Regions from separate parts of the Mus musculus genome. Here regions 2, 3 and 4 are each linked to region 1. A link is a contact called in public promoter capture Hi-C data. All regions are on one chromosome and are shown on one strand. The core of a region is the stretch at or near the end of the contact, and the rest is flanking DNA. Distances in the headings are between cores, read along the strand shown. Region 1 holds the start of Lin54 (lin-54 homolog (C. elegans)). Region 2 overlaps Gm36793 (predicted gene, 36793). Region 3 holds the start of Tmem150c (transmembrane protein 150C). Region 4 holds the start of Abraxas1 (BRCA1 A complex subunit).

Region 1 (5,121 bases), core at 835-3,334:
TTTTCACCTCGTCATCACCATCACAGCTCAGCAGCTTCCCCCGACAGCCGAGCCCCAGCCGCCGCCGCCACCGCCGCCAGTCACCTCCCCCTTCCTCCTGCTCCCGCCCCGGCCCGCCCTCCGGAGCAGCGCACACCCACATATCCGGGGAAACCTCCCGTCCGCCCCGCCAACCTTCAAACGCACTCAGGGGGGAGGGAGAGGTTCTAGGGCTCACCGGCGGGTCATGCCAGACCCAACATCCCAATACCAAACACTCGGCACCCGGGAGACCCGCAGGAACGCCACGGGGAATCGTGATACCTGCGGGATTCCAAGGCCTGGATGTTGGTTAGGAAGGCAAGCCGTGTGGAATCTGACACAAGAACAGTAAAACCTCAAACTTTCATTTCCAGAAACACACTTGAGAGAGATGGTAGACCATGTTTCACGTATATTTCAGAGTCACTGGAGAGCTTTAACGTCACTCACCAACGCTGGCATTCTACTCCACTCATAGGACTATGTTGACAGTATGGCTATTTCTATATGCATGCCTGACTTCTCGGACATCCTTAAATTACAGGCGCTGATCATGCAGACATTGGTCTCCTCTCCCCTTCATTTTTAAGAATAAAGTTCTGAACTGTTTTCCTCTCAACTTTGACCATTTTTGCCCATGAACAACATTATGTCAATTTGTCGTTGGTTTAAGATACTCAGGTACTACTAAATTTAAATTACTGATTCAACTCTATTATCATTCATAACCATCAACTTCTAACATATAGAAAATCCAGCTCTTCGCTAGAACCCTTTGCCAACTGACTTTAGGATCTAAGTTTCCAAATTAAAAACCATCTGCTGCTGATAACACTTGTTCAATGCAGAGGGGGGAAAAAAACAGCTTGCTTTAGAACAAGATTCCGGAACAACCTATCCATCTCCCACCCCCTTCCAGTTCCTCTCATGGTGTAGTCTAATAAGCACCCAAGAGGGAATAGAAGTAATTAATCATGTAAGGAATTAAGAACATATAAGCTGCAAGGCTTAATAGGACCAGCATCCTCCAAAAGTTAGCTGTTTGACTTCAGAAAGCCTTACTAATTGCCAGTTCAAAAGCTTTATTCTTTATCATTCAGTCATACTATAAGCTCTTAAAGACCTAACAGAAACCAGCAAGCTGAATCTCAGGGTTGTGGACAAGGCTAATCTACTGTCTTAAGTTTCCCTAAGAATAAGGAAGAAGCAGAAGCCATTTCATTTCCCTACCTTGTTTGAATGACACCTCCATATAAAAGTCAGCAGGCTCAGGCTTAGTCAAGGGCTGTCTCCCACCCACTCCCGGCGCGTTTCTACCGAGAGCCCGCTAGAGGCTGAGCGTGGAAGGGGTTCCCAGTTTCTCCATCTTTCAACTTTATTCCCCACCAACAGCCGGGTCCACCGGCACTCGGATGGTTGTTTACCGTTGCTTGACCAGGCTGAGTCCCAGCCCGCTCCCTTCCCCCGTGCACCGCGGGGACACTATGACATTTGGCTGGTGGGCTTCGCGAGGGAAACGGACACACACCCAGAAGAGTCCATACAAAGGGGCGTAGGAAGAACGCGGCGCCGGGCAGCAGCGAAAGGAGGCGCTGGTACGAAATGACACAGCAGCAAAACAGGTTCCCAGAAGCCCGGGGCCGGCAGCCGCTTCCCGGGCCGCGCCGAGAGCCTGTCAACAGCCGCCCAGCCCTTCCTCCCGAGCGCGGGGCGGGCGGCGCCGGCCCGCCGACTGACAGCCGCGCTCTCCGGCGCCCGCCGCTCGCGCCGCGCCCCGACAACCCTCGGTCCGCCGCGGCCCACCGGCCCACCGCCCGGCTGCCCGGAGCCGCCGCCGCGCTCTCCGCCCGCGCGCCGCTCGCCCCGAGCGCGGGCCCGGCGCCGGTCCCCGCCGCTCAGCCCGGGTCTCCGGAGCTGACACTCACCCGAGCCGGCGGCGCCGCCTCCTTCTCGCGCCGCGCTCCCCGGGCTCCCAGCAGCCGCGGCGGCGGCGCCTCCGAAACACAGACCCGGGTTTGTTCAAAATCACGCCCAGCGCCATTCCACCGCCGCATCCCATAATACGCCGGGCCGCCCCGCCCCGCCCGCGCGCCGCCCCGCCCCCGCCGGCGGCCCGAGCCCCGCCCCTTCCGCGCCCCTGCTCCGCCCCCTGGCAACCCGAGTCGCGTCTTTGCGCAGGGCTGGGGGAGCGCTCTGGGGTTCCACGTGACTGCTCCTGGGGCCTCCGTCAAAGGGAAGGCGGGGAACTCCAAGTGGGTTCGTGCTTCTGGCTTTGTGACTAAACCTCGGTCAGTGCGGTTTCCAGCGCGCCCCCGCTTGGTGATGCGCCTGAGTGAAGAGAGAGTCCGCATCCTTTCTCAAATGTTAATAAATCTGTTGGGGTTTAGACGTGAACGTTGCAAGGGGCTCCTAAAAGCTCCTGAGAGAGCACGCAGAGTTACCTTGAAAGGGAGTTTTTGATAATTTGTCTTGCAACACACCTTATACTGATACATATGGATTCTTTGCATTCAGTCATCTCATTTCCTGGGATATTTATAAATCCAAGAAATAAAAAATATATATTAAATTTTAAAAAGGCCTTACAACGTGAAACTACCTGGGGAACCACACGAAGGAGGCGGGAGATAAGTTAAAGGTATCGCTTTCCAACCAAGTATTCCTGGGGGTACTGTGGGGGCATCACTAGAAGAAAAAAGGCAGAGAGACTGAGGCCCCAAATTTAGATAACCCCCACCTCCACACCTCACCTTGGTAGAAAAATTCTGAGTTCCTTCCACCAAGCTGACACAGTTCTGATACCACTACTACAAAACAGGACCTAAGGAATAAGGGCAACATTTCCGGGTTTACTGTGGATTTTTTACAACGACTAAAATGACTAGTACAATCTTATCAGTGTCAGCAATCTGGTCAAAACAACTCACACCATGACATAGCGTTTAATGTATGTGGAGAATGACAGTTTTACATTAGTGAATATAAGAACTGTGGTATCCAGTGATGCATTATATAACACTCAACAACTGTGCTGAATATTATAATTCTTAGAAGGAACTGGACAGATGTCTCCGTGCTTAGGACCATGGTTAGGACCCGGTACCGTTCCTATAAAGGACCTAAGTTCAGCTCCCAGCACCCACACCAGGTGACTTACAAGGCCTGTAACTCCAGTTTCAGGGAATCCAACATCCTCTTCACGACTCTGAGGGCACAAACAAATACACAGATATGCATGAAAATAAAATCTTAAAAATAAATACAATTCATATAAAATCAAGAATAAAATAAAGCTTTTAGCTGGGCAGGGTGGCCCACCTCCATATTCTAGCTTTTTAAAGGCTGAAGCAAGAAGAAGATTGGGAGTTTGAGCCCAGCACTCAGCCTGCATCTTTCAGTAAGACACATACACACACACACACTGTTTCCTTCTTTTCCTTGAATCAAGATTCCAGGACGACCAGGGCTACACAAAGAAACTTGTCTCAGAAAAAATAATAAAATAAAATAAAAAAACAAACAAACAAAAAAGCAGCAACAGAAGCCAGGCAGTGGTGGTGCACGCCTTTAATCCCAGCACTTGGGAGGCAGAGGCAGGCAGATTTCTGAGTTCGAGGTTAACCTGGTCTACAAAGTGAGTTCCAAGACAGCCAGGGCTATACAGGGAAACCCTGTCAAAAACAAAAAACAAAAAAACCAACTCATGTCAATAGCTGTGCACACAAAGGATTGATCCCTTGTCCAATCAAACTGCTCGTCTTATATAAATAAATAATTCTGGAGCTGTCATTACTGCCTTGGGAACTCAAAAAGTTGCCCCCAAAGCTATCTGCTGTTTAATTGTAGTTCAATATTGACATTCACTAGACTGCTTTCAACCGTAGGTCACAGTTCAGCAAAAGCAGTTCACATGGTTGGTGACTCTCTGCGCGCTGTGTAAAGTACATAGGACAAAGTATTCTTTTCTTATTTTTCAATGCTAGCTTTCCTAGACTAATTCTGAAGAGAAATGACATCTTCAAAGGCACATCTGGGCGCAGCAGTGTGCATTTCAGTCACTGCATGCTGCCTGGGAGGGAAAGACAGGAGGATCAAGAGTTTGGGGTCAACCTGACTCAAAAAACAAAGTAAAGCAAACATAGAAAACAGAGACATCTGCTAGTTCTTGTTCTTCATGAAACTATCCTGAAGGGTTTGCCTTCGTTCTTGAGGATTTATGGCTGGTACCCAGCAACACATAAAACACACACAAATCACACATGTTGGCCACAGAGCCAAGGTCTTCCTCCCATGAACCTCTTTTCAGTAGCAAGTTAAGCATGCCCTCAGATGACATGTCTTCCTGAGTCACTGGTCAGACTTGCCCGTGTGCTTCTTCTTGAACCATTCCCTAATAAAAGAGCATCCCCAAGAGCAGGCGTTGGCACATGAAAGCTTATAAACCAAATCCAACGCATGACTTTCCTCTCATGCTTATGTAAACTAAGAATTGTGGAGGGTTTTTTTTGGGGGGTGGGGTTGTTTTAAATTTTCGTGAATGTGGCCACATGTTTTTATCTGGTGAACCATCTCACCAGCTTCAAAATTACATTAAATGTTATTTTTATTACTTTTAATTACATGCATGTGTGCAGCTATGTGTGGGTATATGCACAAGCTTAGGTGCCCAAGAAGGTCAAAGGTATTAGACCTCCCTGGTCCTGGAGGTACAGACAGGTGTAAGCCTGGCATGGAACCCGCAAAGCTGGGAGTGGAACTTGGGTCCACAGTGGGAGCAGTACTCACTTGTAATTTCAGCGGCATCTCTTCAACCCCGCCCAGGCACCAGATTTATAGCTATGAATTAGTTTTGCCTGATTTACAGCTTCACATAGATAGATCCTTTCAGCATTTTTTAAATTACTGCATGGCTTCTTTCACTCAGTAAAACTTTGTTTGTTTGTTTTGTGACAGGGTTTCTCTGTATAGCCCTGGCTGTCCTGGAACTCACTTTGTAGACCAGGCTGTCCTCGAACTCAGAAATCCGCCTGCCTCTGCTTCCCGAGTGCTTGGATGAAAGGCGTGCGCCACCACGCCCGGCTTCAGTAAAACACCTTTAAA
Region 2 (5,121 bases), core at 1,232-3,731, 410 kb after region 1:
TTTCAGATAACCATTTTTGTGTGCCAAACTGACATAAGAGCAGCCATCACAGGTTGGGACCACAGACAAATAAATTAAATGGTGCTTAGAGTTCGGGCAGGCCCTTTCACCTCAACTAATTGCGTCTTGAAAATCCTTCATCAACACACCCAGAGCTCTGTTTCTTGAGTGATTCTAGATCCTGTTAATATTAACTGTCATACTCCTGTACTCCTTGACTTTTCTTCTTCCGGACATACTTTTCCTTTCTGATTTGCTGTAGAGTTCTTTCCTACAAGATGTAATCCTCCATAAAACTCCAGAACATGATTCCTGCCCCCACTCTCATCCTTTTGGACAGGGTCTTCTGCATCGTAGGCTGTTCCCTAGCTCAGTGCATACCTGAGAGAGAGAGACTGTGAACTCCTGGTGAAGCTGCCTCCTTCCCAACCGCTGGGGTTTTAGAGACATACCACAGACCTGATTTAGATACTACAGTACTTCAGATGGACTGGGGATAGGGCTTGAAATGCCCTGTGCCTATTCACATGCTCTGTAACTCCTTTGATTCTCTGCTGTACAATAGAAAGCCCAAGAGCTCTACAAAACAAAGATTAAACCCAACCTTAAAGCAGGGACTTTAATTTGTAGGATTTCCTTGCTAAATTGTGGGACCCAGTCTTATCTTTAAAACACAAAACACAAAACACCTACTACAGATTTTGTTGAACATTTAAAAAATGTAAATATCTCACTTGGAGTAACTTTTGGGAAATATAAAACCATTAAGCTGGGCTGGAGAGATAGCTCAGTGGTTAAGAGCACCAACTGCTCTTCCAGAGGTCATGAGTTCAGTTCCCAGCAACCACATAGTGGCTCACAACCATCTGTAATGGGATCTGATGCCCTCTTCTGGTGTGTCTGAAGACAGCTACATACATGTACTCATATGCGTAAATAAGTAAATAAATCTTTAAAAAAAAATAAAACTATTAAGCTAGTGTCAATCCCACTGGGTGAGAAAAGGACCATTACCACATTTTTTTTGAGCCAAATTTGAAGCAAATTTTATTAAATACTGGCCAGGACAATGGATACTGGTTAGGTCCTTACCTGGAATTCCAAGGAAATGGCTGCCAAATACTTTAGTCTGGTGTTTATAAAGGCAAAACCCTCAAGTTTGCGTACTTCCCACCTTCGTCCTATCAGGGGCCAGCATGCATCCTAACGTACTTCCTGCTTTGTACCACCCGCCTATCTGTGATAAAGGGAATCCTGTGCAGTTGGGGCAACCACCGTTGTTTACAAAAGTGAAAACACCTGGCTTGTTATCTACCATGAACAACATGGTAGATAAAAATGCCCCCTGGCATTCCAGAAAGTTAACTGTCCTTGGGCAAGTGGAGTTTACAGGTTAGAGGCATTTTCGTTTTATGGATCTCTTAATCACGGTAATTAAAACTTAAAGCATAACTTTAACCCTCGCACTAGATTAAATATTAACTGAATCAAACCAGACTCTAGACAGGCAATTGTACCTGGATGCTTCTGGAAGTTTCCTCTCTGATGCTGAGAATAACGCGTGGGTAATGGCGGGACAGCGAGGGCTGCTGTGGTGCGCCCCGCTTCTCTGGCAGCTGTTCAGTGCACCGTCTCTGCTCAGTGCAGGGCAGAGAGCCAAGGAGAGTCTCTGAAAACCCATAGGGCCTGGAGCAAGACTTTCCAAAGTCTACCTCCCCACCCCCTTTCTATGAGAGATGACAGACAGCAATAAAAATTCTGAGGCCCTGAATATTTCCCACTGCTGCCTCACAGCCTTGCAGCCAGAGGGAAATTTCTACATTCAGCACCAAACACACGTCTGTCTGAGCTCGGAGTGCTTAGCCTGCTATGGGACACATCGCTTCTCACATCTGAACCTAAAAGGGATAACTCACTTGAACAGAAACTCACAGCGACTTTTTGTTCCAGGAAACAGAGGTTCTGCGGTGACATTTTTCTCCTTCCAGGGGAGCATAAGAAGGTGGGGATGCTAGCGGTGCATGTTTCAGGAGGGAATTCAACTTTATAGAACCACCCAGAATCGAGGAGGAATGAGCTATGGTGGCCTTAAATAAAGATGATGTAAGAAACAAGGGTCTGGAGAGATGGGTCAGTGGGTAAAACTGCTTGCTTCTCAGTCCTGAGGATGGGAGCTTGATCCTAGCATCCCGTAACAAGCCAGAATTCATTTCTAGAGTCCAGCCTCTGTGCGCATGCGTCCATTCACACGCAGCCATGCTAATACATAAGATGAGTATTTTAAAGTGATGAAGGAAAGAGCCCGTTTCCTCACTGTGCCCTGGGAGCTGGTCTGGATTAAATAGAAGCATTTTGGCCGTGCCTTCAACCTTTTCCCTCCATTCTCTCTCTCCTATTTATAGTGACTCCTTCAGCGCATGCCTGGCTCAGGTTCCTCTGCTCTGTTCGTTCCGGCTTGCTATTTTAAACACTTGCGGAGGTCGTCCTGAGCTGCAGTCATGTGTCTCTCGGCAGCAAAAGTCACTCGACTAAGAAAGGCACAACGCTCACTGAAGTGATGTCCAAATTAGATTTTTTTTTTTAAAGAATAGACTTATTTCAAGTATCTCTGTGGATTATTCTTAGATGTGTTTTAGAGCAAGAAGCGCTTGGTTCCCAGAACTGATGCCATTTTTTGACGTGATCTTGTCAAATAGTTCATTACATCACTAAAAGGAAATTCAGTTTCACGGACTATGAGTAAGTCAAGTCCTTAAGCCAAACTTTCCATTCTACTAAGAGAATACAGTCTCTGGGCCATAAGAGGTTGGTGGAAATCTCTTGTCCAGGGCTGATCCATCAGCTGTCAGTCACTCACTCTCGGGATCCTGTGCAGCCCTGTGTCTCTGCTTTCACCTCTGTTCATCGTAAAGCAAGGCTTCTCTGATTATGGCCCGGCAGCCTTTGTCTGTGAGAGTGTACACAGATATTTAGAAGCCAGTTGGCTGGGCTGGCGAGTTGGCTTTAAGAGCAGTCTTTCCAAAGTCCTGAGCTCAATTCCCAGCAACCACATGGTGGTCACAACCATCTGTAATGGGATCTGATGCCCTCTTCTGGTGTGTCTGAAGACAGCTACAGTGTACTCATATATGAAAGGAGAAGGAGGAGGAGGAGGAGGAGGAAGAGGAGGAGGAGGAGGAGGAAGTGGAGGAGGAGGAGGAGGCAGCAGCATTTTGCTACTGTAGTTTCTCCCCTAGGACCTAAACTGTCATGGAGTTTTGACTGTGTTTATCATACCAGGCACAAGTTCTCTCCTATGGAGTGAGCCAAAGATGAGTTAGTTTTCTTACATGTTGCAATACTTTCTGGTACAGAAGATTTTGTTCTGCAGTTTATGGGTGAACTTTAGGGAGCGTGTCTTGTGGTAACAGATCAATGTAAGTTTTGGATCAGTCACCTGCCCTATAATGCTATCTTTCTGAGCAAGAACCCTACAGATGCTCATTCACATATGCATGCATTCTTTGGTCATTTGGGGAAAAATGTTTTCTGCGCAAGACAGAAATATTTTCCTATTCGAGTGCTCCGACTATCCCAGCGTTGGCAAACTCAGGTTGTCTGCTGGCAATCTTGTGTTCTCTCTCTCCTCTTGCTTAGCTGTTTCCAGCCCATGAACTAGAGGATGAGACCAGGCTCCAAATGGGTGAGTGAGGGTTTTGAGCCCTGGCTCCTTCTTGTGATGGGTTGGTTGGCTGTAGCCTAGGTGCTGTGCTCGAATAGGGGCAGAGCCTTAGGTATGCATGAAGGTGTTAGTGTTCCTTCTATGCCCTGCCCAACAGTTACCTGGCAACAGCCAGGTAGGCCTGGCTTGGTAAAATAGGGGGCTTCCCCCCCCCCCCCCGTCTCTGTCTCGACCCACTTCTCAACTTCCCTTCCCACGCCTAAATAAACTTTATTCTCTACTATACCTGTTGTATGGCTGGTACCTCAGGGGGGAAGGCATGTCTCAGTATGGGCCCGCCGAGGCACCCCCTCCCACCCCACCTTACCTGGCTCTATCCCCCTCTTTTATGAACCACAACAGAAGACAGAAGATGTTTTCGAGAACTCTGAGTTCAGAACATCTGAGTGACAGATTCTCTCCTTAGTCCTCAGTAATGGGCTTTCTACCAAAGCCAAGAGACTCACGTGCTTTCCTGGAAGAGAAAGCTTCCTCAGCCGCTGCCTTCACCGGATCTGCTGGACCACAGAGCTGGAGTGCGGCCAACTGCATCATCTGCCTCTCATTCTTTCTAGGTACAAAAGTCCTTATTAGCAGAGCAGGCCCACCAAGCCCTCAAGTAAATCATTATTTTCATTTTCACGTGAGAAGTGGAGCTCGGCGGAGATGCGGTTGCGGACTTCTGCGCTTCAGTTATTTTTCTTCTACAATTTCACCGCTGACTTTTCCTATTTGCGGCCTTTCTTCATCATCGCCGTCCCTCTCAACAGCGCCTCCTACTGGATCGATTCTCATCTATGTTCCCCATTTTCACTTTTCTGTCGGCTTCTCTGGTGACAACTGAAACTTCGTTGCCTCCTCTACACACAACAGGATTCTCCTATCAAAATATCTTTCATGGGGCTGGAAGACATAGCTCAGTGGTTAAGAATGCTTGCTGCACACACATGAAGATCCAAGTCTGGACACCTGTAGCCCTCACCGCCATTCCATTCAGTAGCTAGCTGAGTCGCTCCAGAGTGGCAGTTCACAACCTGTGGCTCGCGACCCCTACGACAAACCTCTATCTCCAAAAAATAGGTATGATACGGTTCATAAAAGTAGCAAAATCACAGTTACAAAGTAGTAGTGAAGATAATTTTATGGTTGGGGCCACTACAATGTGTGGGACTGTATGCATTCAAGAGTTGCAGCATTAGGAACGTTGAGAACCACCGCCCTAGATAGAGCCTCTGTCTGCCTTTCCCGTTGCTTCTCTGTTTCTCCCTTCCTCCTGTGCTCGTGCTGAGGAGGGAGGCTGTCATGAACCTGAAGCTTGCAAGGGCCCCGAGGAGCCTCAAGAATTGTGTGGGTAGGAACGTGACTTCTTTTCTGATTGGCCCTCCAGAGACTGGAGGCTGGGCCAACATCCAGAATGCAGC
Region 3 (5,121 bases), core at 1,176-3,675, 340 kb before region 1:
GAAACTCCTTGGGCCAGCCTGACTGAATAAATCAGCTCACTGAGAGGCTCTACTTCAAAAAGTAAAAGTGGAGAGAGCTGAAGGGAAGAAGTGTTGACCTCAGGCCTCCACTCGTGCATGCATGTGCACATGTGTGCACACCACACTCATATATACCCAACACATACAACGGCATAGTAATGATAGGCGCCTGGGCCTGGCAAGGTCAACCTTATTACTACTGAGTCCCAAGTCTGATGCTACAGGTTCCTCCAGGAACAGGAAGACTGGCAGATAAAACTTTATCTTCTCCGCATCCTTTGGCTTAATAGGCCCCAGAAATGATCCTGATGTACAGAGATACAAAGGACTAAGACTGTGGGGCCAGATACCCTTCGCTCCCTCAGGTCTCCAGAATGTTGCTCACCTGACCATGAACCAAAGAGGTACTGGCCACAGGGAAACCAAGAATAGCACAACTGAACACAGAATTCTTGCAAGGTGACTGAGCAAGGTGACAGCAGGCTGTAACAAAGGCCAACTGACAGTATTGCTGTGTCCATGAAAAAACGATGACCCTTTAAAGCAACCGACCTCCCTCGAAAAGCATTGGACAAGAAACACAGATTAAGAAATCGCTATCAAGATATTATAATGCAAATTTAAGTAAACCAAACAGACTTTATTCAGTTAACCTGCAGATCGCAATAAGCATGCATTTTCCCCCCAAACTCTTTATGTTTGACCAGTGTCATAACATCTGTCAATTATTACTAATGCTAGCAAAACTTCCTTACCCTTTTATTTACTATATCCAGTTTGTCAGCTTCCAACTTGGGAGGCTTGCAAAAAACATTTAAGTAATTTGTACATCAAGGGCAAACCATTAAAATCCCCATGCTTATGCCAAGAAAATTAAATTCACACTTCTAGTTCATTAAGAGATGACAGTTGCTGGGCATGGTGGTGCGTGCCTTTAATCCCAGTACTCAGAGGCAGAGGCAGGTGGATCTCTGCGAATTCCAGGCCAGCCTGGTCTATATAGAAAGTTCCAGGACAGCCAGAGCTACATAATAGAGAGACCTTGCCTCAGGTGGGTCAGTAGTGGGGTGAGTGGGGAGGGAGGGAGGGAGACAGAGACAGAGAAAAGGTGGGGAGGAGCAGAGGGAGAGGGAGAAGGAGGCCAAGAGAGGGGGAGAGAGAGAGCTCGTGCACAGCTATGGTTACTTTGGAAGCAGGGTTTTCTCCAGGACATGTGTAAGAAAAAGTTAGGTATCTGCCCCAAGTTGAGATTGTAAAATTATTCATTTTGCATCTATTAACGTGTATGCGCCTAACGGTCTACCCTCAACACGGGACATTTTATGTGGGTCAGCTTACTAACTGCTACCATGGACTTCATACACTCACATTCGCCTACCCTTTTTATTAACTGCAGCCCAGAATGGAGTTACAGTCGTGCATTATTAAAATCTGTCTTCGATTCAAGCAGAGAATTGAAGAAGCAGAAACTAATATCGCCCTTTCGGCGGTGTTACTGTAATAGATCTAAGAAGTGCTTTATTCTGTCTTGCCTTTTAAATGCATCCGTGCATTTCGGTTCCCTATCAGGACCATGTATGTCGGAGGTCAGCCTGGGATCGCCCAGGGGGGTTGGCTGGCTTCCATTCACCTGGGCTCTGTTCTCACGTTGGCAATCACCACCCTGGCTCAGCCCTGAAAGATCTGGTCGGAAAAACCGCGACCAAAAGACCAGCAAAGTGCTTAGGGTATAATAAAGTGCCATGGGGGTCAGGGGTGGACAGAGAGGGATGAATGGAGGGCGGGTGGGGAGGAAGGAACATGAATTTCAACTGGGAAACCCCTTATTCCCTCTTTGATTCATTTAAGGAGGGGGAAAACCACTCAGCGAAGGCTCTCTCCATAACCCAAGAATGTCGACTTTTGAAAATTATTATGACCGTGGATAACCATAGCGCCTCGTGCACCGCGACCCGTACCCCACCCCCGCACTCCCCCTGGTTAAGCCCGAAATCCTGGATTCTTCCCAGGAACGCGCGCCCAGTAGGGCGGCCGCGGGGCTGCGCTCAGGGCACCGCAAGTTAGCGCCGGGGCCGGCAGGCTGGGCTCCGCCGCTCCTCCCCGGACCCCACCCGCGGTGGTGGGACACCTGTCACTGGGCGGGGCGGGGGGCCGCAGGCGACACTGCGGCGGCGGCGAGCGGGACGGGCGCGCCGCGGAGCTGCACCGCCCGCCTCGGGCTCGGGAGTACGCGCCCGGGGGCTGGGGAGGCACCGCGGCCGCCCGGGTGGGGTCCTCGCTGGGTCGGGAGCAGGACGAGCAGGGCATCAGGGGCCAGGGGCGGATGAGGGCGCCGCGCCTACCTGCTCCGGGCGGCGGCGGCTCGCGGGCCGTGACCTGCGGCGGCAGCGGCGGCGGTGGCAGTCGCGGTGGGGAGGGCGCTTCCTTCAGGAAGGGGTGGGATCTGCCCGCCCGCCCCCTCCCGCCGCAACGCGGCCCGTCCCCGACTTACTCCGGGGTCCCCGTCGCGGGGCTTCGGGTGGACAGCAGAGCTCTGAGGTCCCGTCTTGTACCTCCCCCCCTCCCCCCCCCCGTCCCCGGTTCCCTCACCGTCACCCGGGGCTGCGGCTGCGGGCGGACGGTCCAATCGCCTCCTTCCTAAGCCAAGGTGGACGCGCTTGCCTGGCGCTCCTCACCCAACAAAAGGCAGGACGGGATCCGGGATCCTCCGCCTGCTGGTTATTTATTCCTGACCTGTTGTAACCTTCTTACCGGCTCCCTTCTGTCCACACACCAAGGACTTTGCATACAGCAGCTAAAATTCACTTTCAGGCCCACGAGCCCAGCGTAGTTCTCCACCACCCGCTGCCCTCCCGTGGTTTTCTTTCATCTTACTGAGCAGACACAGGGCTAACTTCTGACCCTGATAATGGACGGAGGACTTCAAGGCCGCTCCCCTACAGCCAAACTTGCTCATTTCCCCTGTGTGTGTGTGTGTGTGTGTGTATGTTCATAAGACACTACTCAGCATTTTAGTAGCAGCCCCACCCCAGACCCCAACTTTTGTCACTGCACTGACCCCTAAGCAGCACAGCCCAGAGTCATGTTAATCTTAAATTCTTCATTAACTTACTTGACTGGCCTGCTATGCCTGGTAGGGTCGCCTGGATCAATCCACCACACCCATCTACTTAAAACCATTGCCTCTCAAAGCACAAGTTTCTAAGTTTCTAAGCTCCCTCCTCAACTCAACCTATACAAAATCTCTGCCACTGGCTTCTAGAATGCTCTCTTCTCCATGGCGCTTGTCATTATCTACGCATGTGTTGATTTCTGGCCACTGTTCTGTTTTGACTACTAGACCGTTCGATTCTTGAGGTCTTACGGCTTTCTGTTTACCATATATTAAGGAATGGGACTTTGATTTATTCAATTAAGTTAATTCAAAAGTTAATTCTAGTATAGAACCCCCTGAAAGCACGTGCTGAGTGGTGAGGGGCGTTTTCTGAAGAGAGTTAACTTTGTTTTTTTCAGACTCTCCAGGTGGCCTGTGAGGTTAAAAATTGCTTGAGGCCCAGCCTGAGCCCCAGTCTGAGGATTATACTCCTACTTCTTGTCCCCTTATGGGATGCCCAGGCTGGCTATTAAGACTGCATTGGAACCATGAGTTAATCTGGTATGCATGGGGTGGGGGTGGGGTACCACTGATCCTTGCTGCTGCTGCTGCTGCTAAGAGTTATGAACACAACATTATTGGGAGTTTGGGGCCTGGGGTGGGAGGCGTTATTAAAACGCCAATTCGTACATTTTTATGACTACCTGACCAAGAAAGGAGAGGAAAAGAGTAAGCTGACCGTGGGAGAGTAGGTAGAGAATCCCCGAGAGTTTCTCCCGCTTCAGCCTCCCAGGCGCTGAGGTTCCAGGGGTGCTCAACCCGATCTACTTCTGTCGCTCGCTCACTTCTTTTTAAGTTGACTGGAAGAGTCCTCTAGCTAGACATTTTTTTTTCTGATTCATTCTTTTAAAAGCCATTTATTTTTAATTACGTGTCTATTAGAGTGCCTGTGCATGTGAGTGCAGCAGCCTTTGGAACCCAGAGGCATCCATAAACCCCCAGCCCCAGAACTGGAGGCATGGCGGGTTGTGATCCACCTGATATGGGTGCTGGGGACTGAACTTAGGTCGTTTTCTAGAGCAGTGCAGGCCCTTAGCGACTGAGCCTTCTCTCCAGCCCCTCTAGTTTATTCTTCTGTGTGTGTGCACATGTGCATGGGTACATGTGTACATTTGTGCGATGGGGGTTGTGCTCAGGGCTTGCTAGGCAGACACTCTACCACTGACCTACATTCACAGACTCCTGTTTTATATCATCTAGATCCAGCCAAAGTGGTTCCTTTTAATTTGCATATGAGACCCACCCATGGAACTTAAAAAGAAGCACAAAGGCCCATCCTAGCTCCCTGGAGTCAGTGTGTGTGTTTGTGTGTGTGTGTGTGTTTGCATGTGGGTGATGGTGGTGGTGGTTTGTGTGTTTGTATGTGGTGTGTGTGTGTGTTGGGCGTGGGGTGTTTGAGACAAAGTCTCATGTAGCCTCAGCTGGGCTAGAACTCACTCTGTTCTATAGCAAGGCTGGCCTTACATCCCTGCCCCCACCTCCTGAGTGGTGGGATTATTGGCAGCTTGGCATCTGTCTTTTGGAGAGGTTCATGTCATGGTCAATATTGATTGTCAACTCAAAGAATCTAGACTCATCTCCGAGACCAACTTCTGGGCATAACCTAGAGATTTTCTAGGTTAGCCTCCAGGAATGTCTGTAGGGATTATTTAGGTTAAGTTAGTTGAACTTAGGTGGCTCTGGTTTATGAACTGAATGAAAGCTGGGTGTCTCATCCATCTCTCTCTACTTCCTGACTTCGGATACAATGTGCCGTCTACCTCAGGTTTCTGCTGACACGTCTCACCACCATGGGCTCTACCCTGGAACTGTAAGGCAAAGTAAATCCATCCCTCCTTAAGCTGCTTTGCAGGTTTTTGTTTTGTTTTGTTTGCAATAAGGAGAAAACTAATACAACCCTGATGTGCAGTTGTGAGGCTTTTTCTCAGAGAATAAACATGTTTACC
Region 4 (5,121 bases), core at 1,961-4,460, 320 kb after region 1:
TTTTTCAGAGGCAGTAGAAGCCAGCTAAGGGTAACACAACTAATGAAATTACAGATGCAGTTGATGTGGACTAGTGTACCTTAGATACTGAAAAAAAAACAAACAAACTTCTATGTAACCAAGACACTCAATTACCATGTCTGGTTATGAAGACACTGTTAGTTTTTAAAATTATTTACCTTGCAAACAATTGTCACAATGGATAATTTACTTGTTTTTACTAATACTATTACTCACCTAAAAAGCCGGTAGCATGGGATATATTTCTGAATGTCTAGGAGAAAAAGGATTTCTAGTCATGAGTGTATTAATTGCTTGCCCACTGCCCACCACCCTGAGGAGCGTTTGGCCTCCCGCTAGCTAGGAGCTTCACTATGCAGAGCTCATCCCTCTTCAGACCACCCTAAGACAGACCACGCTCACCCAGAAATCAAGTGACTCCCAGACATGCAGGGCTAGAAATCCAACCTGGAGTCCCACCTGGAACTGCAAGTGTTACACTCCCTAGACAACAGCAAATGTGTAGAGCTGTACTTCTGATCCTCCTGCCTCTACTTTCTTAGTGTGAGGATTACAGGTGTGTACCACTGCACCCACACTTTTGGTTTTTTCTTTTCTTTTCTTTTTTTTTTTTTTTTGGAGTGCTTTTCAAAACATTACCGTATATATGTTAACAGTTTAAACACACACATGTGTATATTCCCCAGAACAACTAAAATATAAGAGTGAAAGTAACACTTATGCTGCTTGTCCTCGGCATGCAAACTACCAAAACAGAACTAAGTGACTCACCAATTGTATAAACAACTTTAACGTTGTCCATCTGTGAATCAGTAATGCTATTCTTGGCTTCACCTTTCATTTCACCGAGGAGAAAACCTTCCTATGAGAGTAAACAAAAGAAGCAGTATATGAAACACACTGGCTAGGGTCAATATTCTATCTCCTAATCATATCTTCTCAGAATTTCACAATATACAAATGTGTTATAGGTAGTGGGCACATGGGTAACTGGGAAAGGCTGAGAGGGAGACAGAGTGGAACTGATTTGTTTGTTTGTTTGTTTTGAGACAGGGTTTCTCTGTGTAGCTCTGGCTGTCCTGGAACTCACTTTGTAGACCAGGCTGGCCTTGAACTCAGAAATTCGCCTGCCTTCTGCCTCCCAAGTGCTGGGATTAAAGGCGAGCGCCACCACGCCAGGCTGAGTAGAACTGACTTTAAAGGGCTTGGTAATAGTTTGGGAAGGCAGAGAGTGAAGCACCCCTAACTCAAATGCATAAAAGTTTTAAGTCTGTTTAAGAGCTCAGCTGAGCAGTTTGTCTTGAAGCGCAAGGCTTCTGTGGACAGTTGTAACAAGAGGGTAAAGTCCCACAAGATAATCCAAATGAGCAGCCCAAGTCTGGATTTTACACATATTTCTGAGTGTCAGTGGAGGTTTCTTAGCTATGGAATGCTAAAGTGATCAATGTTTTCAGATGTAAATCTGTCTAAAAATTATTAAAAAAAAATAAAGATTTGTAATTCAGTTACATCTGCTTCCCAGTGGGTCTACTGTGTGCCTGTTTTCTTTTAAAATACAGGCAGCCTTTTGAGTTTTTGTTTTGTTTTCTCATTTCAGTGACTCAAGTTTTTTCTTTGGGTGCATTTAAAGATCAAGTGAACTCTTCTATTCATTAAAATTGGTTTATAATGCCCTGCCTCCATTTCATCAAAATAATCGAACGACCAACCAAACAAACATAGGAATGTCCCAGTCTTTTAACAGAATCAAGTGGGTAAAAATCTGCAATTGCAAATGTTCTTGATTTTGATACTCCCAATGTTAAAAACTAGGAAAAGTACCAGTCAATTCTAAGTACAATTATTCAGAAACCAACTCTAAAAACTTTAGTTGAGCTGGAGGGACGATTCAGTCATTAAGAGCAGTGGCTGCTCTTGCAAAAGAACAGGATTTAGTTCTCAGCGCCCACATCTTTATCTCCCATTAAGTTCCAGGGGATGTTATGCCCTCTTCTGGTCTACTTGGGCACTGCCCATGTGTGATCCACAGATGCTCAGTAAATGACTCTTCAAACAAACAAACAAAAGTTAAAATATCTGAGAAACTAGGGTCAAACACCAAGATGTAGTGTACAAGGGCTAATCCTATAAACTACAGACTTAGGGCAGTTTACTTATGTTCACGCTAAACATCTTCTAAAATAAGTCCCACAGATACACACACACACGTGTTTGTGTTTAGTATGAAGTTTGTGTATCATCCTCCCGTAGAGCCATGCTAATGTATCATCCCATTATGTGCTGCCCGGTGAGTACCTCGCGCATTCAAAGATGTCATTTGTTTCCCCCTGGTATTTTGATGTACTGCACATCAAAATCATTGTACACTCCTATCACTGGGACTGTGCTGAGAAGCAATTTAGGCAACGCAGATCTGACACTTAAAGCGAAGGACTCAACAGTTCAAATACCTTACTCCACACTGTTCAGTATGGTGCTCTCTGCACTGTATTCGTGCAGACCCCAAACTCATTTTAGATGTTTCTAGTTTCTTTCTTTATGTTACTAAGAACTTAATACAAGATGCTACTGCCAGACCTCAAAGTTTTACGGTAAGTTTTTAATCTACCAAAAAAAAAAAAAAAAGCCTTAAAATTTGTTTTCAATGTCACTCACGGGCTTCGAAAGGAGGCAAAGGCTTAAAAATGCATTTACACATCTGATCCTGGACAAGGTGCGTTTGTAACGGAAAGTAGCACAGAAATAGCCGGATCTTACAGCCTCATGCCAGGGTAGCCCTACAACTAGCCAGCCCCTTGCGGCTGGGTGCGGGGTCTGGCTCGCCCCTGCTCGTCCTCCCGAGCCTCGCGACGCTCACGCGCTGCGAGTAGGACCCGGCGCCGGGATCCTTCGCACAGCAGGGTAGCGAGGCAGGTAAGCTGCCCGACTTTCGTCGCCGAGCCGGAGGCCCCGGGGAACTTTCCTCCAAGCCCAAGGGCGAGCAGAGAAAAAGGGCCCGGATGAGAGCCCGGGAGGGCGCCCTGCTCCGCGAACCCACGGAGCGAGCGGGGACTGCGGGCGGGGTCGGCAGCCGCGCCCGGCTCACCGTGTCTGAGTCTGTGTTGAGATGATGGAAAGTGAGCGCGCCGAGCACGAAGCCAGACAGCACCCCCAACGTGCTCTCGCCCTCCATACTGCCGCCTCGGTCGCTGCCGCCACAGCCACTATCGCGGAGCATGACGGGAGGCTGGAGCGTAGGGGCGGGGCTTGAGCCTGCGCACCGGGAGACGCGGGTTGTAGGGAGCGCGGTGTCCTCTAGCCGGGTAGGGTGCTTCTTTCATCAGCTTGGCTGAGACACCTGCAGCATGCATGGAAAACACTGTTTATGCATAGTTTAAGGCTACTAATGGTTGTAAAAATAAGAATCGCTTAGCAATATTTTAATACCACGGATATGTCTTTTTGGGGTTTCCACTGCCCTTCATCTATTGGAACTTATGGAAGATCAATAACCAGTGGTGGGTGGGAATTATCTTCTCTAGAGTATTCCCGCTGTGTTGCGTTATTCTGTCTGTGTGTATTTGATTCTTTGGTTTGTTTGCTTGCAATTATAAAGTTATGAACTGAGTCTAGTTTAAAGACTATGTATGTTTATAACATTGTGAAAGTTCAATGATAAGCACGAACATATTGTGTTGGATCATTTGATATGACTAAAGTAAGTGAGAAGGTGAGGGATTGACATGTATTTCACACGTGTCATACACAATTTAAAAAGCCGATGGTTTTTAAATAATTGAAACTTGGCAAAGTGGCATGCTCCTGAATTGCATTAGTATTGCATGTCTCAGTTTTGTTGTGCAATAGCCAGGATTAGCTTGTCAGTGGCAACATGGAAGAAGTCACAGCTCCACTCTGTGGTCACTAATAGCTTGTGGAGTTCTCCTCCCCCTAGGAAAGGAGAATTTATAGAATACATATGTATAGTGCCGGGCGGTGGTGGCCCACGCCTTTAATCCCAGCACTCGGGAGGCAGAGGCAGGCGGATTTCTGAGTTCAAGGCCAGCCTGGTCTACAGTGAGTTCCAGGACAGCCAGGGCTACACAGAGAAACCCTGTCTCAAAAAACCAAAAAAAAAAAAAAAAAAAAGAAAAAAAAGAAAAACATATGTATAATACATATGTATTATAGAATGTGTATGTATTAATATATATTCCGTGGTACTATCATATGTATCACATATATAATTATACATAATACATGTAAAGGCCCATGGTATTTAGTTTTCATTACATGAGCTAGCCACCAGAGTTCAAGGCTGGTTGTGACAGGAGAATAAAGACAACAGTCCTAGATGACAAAGATCCTACCCAGCACGTACATTTCCCACCCTTTGACCTCGGCACCTCCCCCCCCCTTGTGAAGGAGTTCTCATGTACCCGAGTTCCCTAATATGCAAGTTTGAGGGGAGAAATAGTTTCCCACATCTCAGAATACAAAGTCTTGAATAAACCCGATTTCCTTCCACCAACTCTCATTCTCTGAATATTAGCTTTTAAGTATGGAGCAGATGACCTTGGGTGTGGTGACATTTCTGCTGAATATTAATTGCTTTTCTGTTGCTGTGATAAACCACCATGACCAAGGAACCTTACGGAAGGGACGGTTTATTTGGGCTTACACATCCAGAGGGATAGGAGCCCATCACCGTCACAGCAGGGAGCCTGGCAAGCAGCAGGCAGGCATGGTACAGCAAGCAGAGGACACCCTGAACCTCGAGAAAGATGCAGAGAGAGCAAACTAAAATTGGCACAAGTCTTTTAATTCTCAAAGCCTGCCCCCAGTGACTCCTTCAGCAAGACCACACCTCCTGAACCTATCCAAATGGTGCCACCAACCAGAAACTATTCAGATTTCTAGACTGTGTGGGCATATCTTTGAGACCATCACAGCTGTGTTCTGGGATAACACCCTCACTAGACCCTATTGCTGTCTGAAAACTACATCACCATGTTGTGACCGTACAATGGTATACAAAGCAGTAAGAAGAAGTGTTAATCCTACCAGGTGAAAATAAGACTAGTACCACAATTTTTGAGCAAAATGTAAAGCAGGCTTTAT

The links. Promoter capture Hi-C pulls out the DNA fragments that hold promoters and counts their contacts. Capture Hi-C pulls out chosen DNA fragments and counts their contacts.
Region 2: a promoter capture Hi-C map of pre-B cells shows a contact between it and region 1, with 3 times the contacts expected there. The contact joins the enhancer-like site here to the promoter of Lin54 in region 1. A contact is called at or near these places in 3 of 39 promoter capture datasets (the 3T3-L1 cell line, the C10 cell line and pre-B cells) and 1 of 484 Hi-C or Micro-C datasets (B cells).
Region 3: a promoter capture Hi-C map of adipose tissue shows a contact between it and region 1. The contact joins the promoter of Tmem150c here to the promoter of Lin54 in region 1.
Region 4: a contact with region 1 is called in a promoter capture Hi-C map of adipose tissue. The contact joins the promoter of Abraxas1 here to the promoter of Lin54 in region 1. A contact is called at or near these places in 8 of 39 promoter capture datasets (the C10 cell line, the HPC-7 cell line, cranial neural crest and 4 more), 2 of 484 Hi-C or Micro-C datasets (cerebral cortex and embryonic stem cells), 5 of 115 datasets of contacts at active chromatin or transcription factors (bone marrow-derived macrophages, effector CD8 T cells, large pre-B cells and 2 more) and 2 of 9 other capture datasets (adipose tissue and liver).

What each region holds. Positions count from the first base shown.
Region 1 is chr5:100,498,555-100,503,675 of GRCm38.p6, forward strand. It overlaps Lin54 (lin-54 homolog (C. elegans)), which reads right to left and starts at 2,085. Exons shown (of 13, transcript NM_172714.4): 1 at 1,947-2,085.
Region 2 is chr5:100,907,445-100,912,565 of GRCm38.p6, forward strand. Gm36793 (predicted gene, 36793) reads right to left here. Exons shown (of 3, transcript NR_168093.1): 2 at 4,168-4,603; 3 at 2,556-2,947. Among named protein-coding and RNA genes, the nearest start is that of Gm36740, 3.2 kb to the right of the region's middle. Within about 2 kb of position 2,482, at least 20 of the 459 cell types and tissues checked have an H3K27ac peak or open chromatin away from gene starts, as enhancers often do. A contact at or near this core is called in pre-B cells, where this site is marked.
Region 3 is chr5:100,156,856-100,161,976 of GRCm38.p6, forward strand. Tmem150c (transmembrane protein 150C) reads right to left here and starts at 2,426. Exons shown (of 8, transcript NM_001382851.1): 1 at 2,364-2,426.
Region 4 is chr5:100,817,725-100,822,845 of GRCm38.p6, forward strand. It overlaps Abraxas1 (BRCA1 A complex subunit), which reads right to left and starts at 3,211. Exons shown (of 9, transcript NM_172405.3): 1 at 3,107-3,211; 2 at 793-883; 3 at 238-274. The coding sequence starts at 3,193.